Linked DNA regions of Mus musculus: region 1 is linked to region 2. The links are chromatin contacts, called in public ChIA-PET maps. All regions are on one chromosome and are shown on one strand. The core of a region is the stretch at or near the end of the contact, and the rest is flanking DNA. Distances in the headings are between cores, read along the strand shown. Region 1 has its middle 6.4 kb from the start of Gm30699. Region 2 overlaps Rgs3 (regulator of G-protein signaling 3).

Region 1 (2,700 bases), core at 84-2,583, 96 kb after region 2:
ATTTATTTTATACTCAGGGATGTGTAAATGTGTGTGGGTAGATACCTGAGGAGGCCAGAGGTAATGTATCCAATGGAACTGAGGTTCCAGGCGTGTGAGCCCCTGAGGTGGGTCCTGGAAGTTGAACTCAGGACTTTTGGAAGAATAATGCATACTCTTATACTGCATTGTTTGTGCTTTTTTTTTTTGTCATTTTCAAATTTTTGTATGTTGATTTTTTAAAAAGTGAAATAATGGGTCCACATTTAATGGTAGGACCCGATACAAGACTACATCCTCATCTCCGTATTTTGGAAAATAGGAGAGTAGTCGTTTGGCAGAAGAGATCCTTTAAAAAACCCGCTAAGAGAGGCAAGAAGCCCCATTACTACCGCCGATGCCCACAAGAGGGCGTCTCAGGTCATCGAGAAGCAAACGCAAGCCCAGGATCGCTGCAGCTCAGCAGCGAATGACCAATGAGTAGGCTCTGATATACCAGTTGTGACCCCGCCTCCCCTGCGCTTTAAGGACCCCCTTTCTCTTCTACATCGCTGGAGCCATTTCTGCTTTCTCCAACCCTGAGGGCATACCGATCACTTTGTGTGTGTGTGTGTGTGTTGGGGGGTGGGGAGGACTGATGGACACAGAAATGGAAACAGCATACGACAGCTGTACTGCACACCCCCCCCCCCCCCACGAAGGCGTGACATTTCTGCCCTTCCAATGAAAGCTCTTCTTGGAAACTGAGGTCTGGAGCAGCCGTATTAAAGACATCTGTCACTAACCTTGTCAAAATCAACCTGGAGCTTCTCCGGCAGAGTCCAGTAGGTGGAGGCGCAGGGCGGGGCTCATCTTTTTTCTAGGACACTGCAAAGGGAGTGAAAGGTGTCACCTTGGTGGATACCCATCCAGGACACCACACATGCCATCTGTTTTGTGGCTTGTACAGGCACAGCAGAGAAGTGCCGCTAGCCCATTTTAAGATGGAAAGAGCGAGGCGAGGGGAAGTATTGCAGAGCCTATACGCTCAATATCTTTCAGCTCTTATGGGACACAAAGAATCGAGGTGGCAACCCTAGAAGGGTCCAGGCTTTCCCAGGTCCCTACTCTTCTGTAAAGAGGAGATGGGATTCAGCGTGGGAGGGGACCCTTCCTGAGAAGCAGGGTGGGTGAGGTGAATGCTCCCCTTCTGAATTCTCTAGGCTACAGGGAGACCCAGCTTTGCCTCCTGTGAGCCCGCGCAGGAAATCGGTTTTCCCTCCCATTAATGCCTGCTTTACTTACACTTCTTACCACAATTACTCTGCGGTAATTAACAAGGGAAATAACACATCTGGGGCTAACTGCGGCTCCAAACAGATGTACAAGATGCAAAGGCGTTCGGAGGGCCCCATGCTGTGTCACATCTGTCCTGAGTACCTACTGTGAGGGAGCTTTGAGTTCAGGAACAAGGCCCCTGCTGGCCACCAGGGTGGTTTTCTAGGGAGGTCTTGAGGGGTGCAGGGGTGGATCAACACTGTCGGTAAATGGTAAGTTCCTGAGGACAGCAGACAGGAGTGATTGTGGCAGGGACAGTCCTTCCTCTCCCTTCCCAGAGGTGACATGGAGCTGAGGGCAGTGGAGAAACCAGGGGGAAGTATGGCAGGCAGCCTGGGGACAGGCAAGTGTCATAGCTTGAGGCAGAATGAGGGTCTTGCCCTTTGGGAAAATGGACAGACTGGTGTGCAGCTGAGGGATACATATGAGGGTGAGGTGGCTCCTGAGCCCACAGAAAAGCAGTTAAAAGCACAGAGGGAAGCCCTTGAGGGGACCGGCTCTGTCTGCTGCTCTTATTCTTACAGGGCCACGGGTCCAGGGACTTTGCACAAGCTGGAAGTGACAGGCCAACGTGAGCCAGCCACCATTCCCATCTATTCTTTCCCACCTTTGACAGTGTCCCCTCCCCACCTTGCTAAGATGTCCCAAGCCTCCCAGGGACAATGAGTCCTGTCCTTCCCCTTCTCCCTGAGACCCCATTCCTCCTTCAGAGCAGGTGGCTTTGTGGAAGGACTCTGGAACTTTCATTGCAGACTTTCTGACTCCCCTTCTCCCGCCTTCCTATTTGGGATACTTCTAGCTTACCAGAGGCCAAGGGGGGCTAGGGAGGAAACTAGTTATGGACCCAAGTGGGTCCCTAGGAGAATGACTCCCCTCAGGAGCCACCCACACAAGGCAGGGCCTTGTCATTTTATTTTTATCATAGTTCTGTGTTCCCCCTACAACCACACCTTGCTTTTCATGGTCCCCAGGGACTTTCTATAAGGATCTCTTGATCATTCCTGCTCCCCTCCCAATTATGAATGCACCCGTCCCTGCCCTGTCCTTGTTGGGCATCCCTGGAAATATCTGCAGGTGTGTGCATGTGTGTATATGTGGCGATTGCTAAGTGGCTTTTAGAGTGCAGAGATAGGAACTGCCCTTTGTGGAGGCCTCTGGAGGGCAGTGGAGAGGGGACCCTGAGGAAGGAGGGGTAGTTCCACCCTGAAATTCTTCCCTCCCATACCTGGCTTGATTTTGATCATTCCTCTTTAGTGTATTCCTTTTTTTAAGGAAAACGGAGGCTGTACCCAGAGGATGAATGGATGGTTAGTTACTAAATCCATTTCACTAGCAAGGAGTATGTGTTTATGTGTGAGAGGGGATTCGCTTGGGAGGTGAGAGGGGCGGGGCTGGCTTCGAAAT
Region 2 (2,700 bases), core at 40-2,539:
CCAACTCTCCTTGAGCTGCATGCCACGTGCCCTCCCTCAAGCTTTTTACGTATGTTGCTTGGTCCTCCTCCTCCTCTGAGTGAACCTTCCCTGCCCTCCGTGGCTTCAACAAGGACCTCCCAATACCCCACTTTTCCTCGAGCAGGATACAGCCCTCCTTTATACAGCAGGCGGTGGCTGGTGCTGATCTTGTCCTTTTTCGAGTGACATCTTGGTTAATGTCTTTTCTTCTCTTCCACCCTGAAAGCACAGTTGTGTCCAGTGAGCCCGGGACAGTGTTTGGCTGCAGAGTTCTGTAAGGCTTGGGTAAAAGTAACCAATAGAATCTATCCTCGGGAAAAGGGTGGCCTGAAAATGCAGAGGGTGCTCTGGACCGGCAGTGGATGGCACATGAGGGAGGTGCAGGGCTAAGAGGAAGGGCCTGGAGCAGATCCTGATGGACAGGCAGAGTGGCCTATGATGGAGAAGAGCAGGGTTCAGTCAGAGGAAATCTTTGGGCAAGTTCCAAGCCCAGCAATGTTAGGAATGGTCATAGTTACTATGTACTGGCTGCTTACATTGCCACACACTATTGAGTTCCAGACACATGATAGCTCATTTGTTTTTCTAGCAACACCATGAGTTGTTCTTAATCCCATAATATACCTGAAGAAACAGAGGCGCAGTGAGGCTAAGCTCAGGGTACCCCAGCCAGAAAGACTGAAGCTGGTTCAGTGTCCAAAGCTGTCACAACTATGAGGGCATGTCACTCTTCTCCCAGACTTTGGCCAGGCTGATGTATTGGGGTCTGGAAGACAATGGTGTGAAGGACTGAGCTGGTGGCAGAGGCAGAGTTTGGGGCTCTAGGCTCAGTGTGTAAAAGCCAGTCCTAGAGGAGCCAGCTGAGGCTGGATAGAGAAACCGGGTTTGGGTCGAGTGTCTGAGGTCGTTGGAAGTCAGTGTCGAGCCAGAGATCTGGAAGCTGGAGACCCAGTGGACCCAAAGCCCAGTACAAAAGTGAAGCCTGGGGGTTGGGGGGGACTGTTCACAGCCTGGCAAGAGTTCTGAGGGCCTCTCCCAGGCTTGGACAAGTTCTCAGCTCCACAATCAGTTTCCTGGCCTCTCTGTACCATGGTGGAAAAAAGCAGGTAGCCAGAGATCTCATGTGTGAAACTAACGACTACAGTTTCAGTCTTCTGGCTTTCCCACCAGTCCTCTTTCTGAAATAGTCTGACCTATGTGAGGGCCAGCCCGAGACACAGGCAAACACCAGCACCCTCACTTGCAGAGCAGGAAGTGGTTTTTGAGGGCATATGCTGTACCTGACATCTGGTAGCCTCTGTGAATCAGCAGCATGAGAACCCCGGGTTGCCTATGGGGTTAGCAGGGGATGGCTCTGTAGTTGGCGCCTGTACGGTACCAGGTAGGTCTCTCCCAGCGGCCCTTGACTACCCCTTCTCCCAGTAGCTGGTGGGCGTCTGAGGTCAGCAGCCACAGCTGGTGCGAGCAGGTGCTTCTGGGCATCGTCGATACCATCCTTCCCCAGCCTGATCCAAGCTCTGGATTGCATTTGGGAGAGGATTTGATTAGGCCCCGGGCAATGGCTCCATTTAGAGGGCCTGGCTCATTTCCTGTGGCTGCTAGCAGGCGAGACAAGGACAGAATTAACCCTGCTCCAGCCTGGCTAAAGAAGTGATAGATGGGGGGATATGGACCTGGAGGAATACAGACATAGAAGGATATGGACTTGCGGGGGATACGGACCTGGAGGGATATGAGCACTCTCAGGGAGCAACCGCTTGTTATGATTGGGATCTAATGCCCTGTCAGAGCAGGCTAGCATCCCTGGGGGCACCCCGGGTGGGTTTTTATCAGCCCAGCCTGTAGCAGCACCCTCCAAATTGTGTGTTCCCCACTACTCGAACTTCTTTACTAGAGCACTCAACACGTGGCTTGTCTAGCCTCTAGTTTATTTCTTCCTTGAGGTCTAGCTCCTTGTTCCCTGCTGCCCTGCAGTGTGTATGAAGAGATGAATGGAGCTGTTCTGCCCTCATGGCCTCTCAGCATTGCCAGAGCTGGTTCCACAAAGACACTATCTATGCCCATGCCATTCTCAGGACAATCCACCCTGCCATATATCCCCTCTCCCTTTTCCCCTCTTTGTATCCCCCTCCTGCCATTCCACACTTCTGGGGGTTCTCGGGTCTCCTAGAATATGCCCTCAAGCCGCTACCATCCCAGCTAGCTCTCCCAGGAACACTGGCCTGACCGAACCTGCCCACAGTGGTCACAGTACACAGAGATCCTGCCTGGGTGGGTGGCATAGAATGAGGAGTTCTAGGCCCCATCTACAAAGCATTGACTTTGTGTAAGCTTACTCACAAACTGTTCCCTTTCTTTCTAGATATGTTTCCTCCCTGCCTCCCCCACCCCATTCCCAGTATGTGCGACACCTGGGACAGAAAACAGGGGGGTTAATCCTGCATGAGCCTCAGCTTTCTTAGATAATTGTCTCATGGCCTCAGGCCTCTGCTTCCCATCTCTGGAATGAGACCCCTAATAAGTGGCCATTGCATCAGTACATCTCCTGGGCTAGGCACGGGGAAGACCCTAACCAGAGCCTGTGAGTCCCATGTGGCCTCCCCAGGCACAGCTGGAGAAAAGGAGAGGTTGAGTAGCACAGCTGGAGAAAAGGATAGGCACAGCCAAAAAGTGGGCCCC

What was found. ChIA-PET counts read pairs in DNA pulled down with a chosen protein or histone mark.
Region 1: an RNA polymerase II ChIA-PET map of effector CD8 T cells shows a contact between it and region 2, with 79 read pairs. The contact joins two enhancer-like sites. A contact is called at or near these places in 2 of 15 datasets of contacts at CTCF or cohesin (both in the NIH/3T3 cell line), 1 of 484 Hi-C or Micro-C datasets (bone marrow-derived macrophages), 2 of 115 datasets of contacts at active chromatin or transcription factors (effector CD8 T cells and microglia) and 3 of 9 other capture datasets (adipose tissue, embryonic stem cells and liver).

What each region holds. Positions count from the first base shown.
Region 1 is chr4:62,780,173-62,782,872 of GRCm38.p6, forward strand. No RefSeq gene overlaps it. Among named protein-coding and RNA genes, the nearest start is that of Gm30699, 6.4 kb to the left of the region's middle. Within about 2 kb of position 1,334, at least 82 of the 459 cell types and tissues checked have an H3K27ac peak or open chromatin away from gene starts, as enhancers often do. A contact at or near this core is called in effector CD8 T cells, where this site is marked.
Region 2 is chr4:62,684,077-62,686,776 of GRCm38.p6, forward strand. All of the region lies in intron 10 of Rgs3 (regulator of G-protein signaling 3), which reads left to right. Among named protein-coding and RNA genes, the nearest start is that of Gm52741, 15 kb to the left of the region's middle. Within about 2 kb of position 1,290, at least 149 of the 459 cell types and tissues checked have an H3K27ac peak or open chromatin away from gene starts, as enhancers often do. A contact at or near this core is called in effector CD8 T cells, where this site is marked.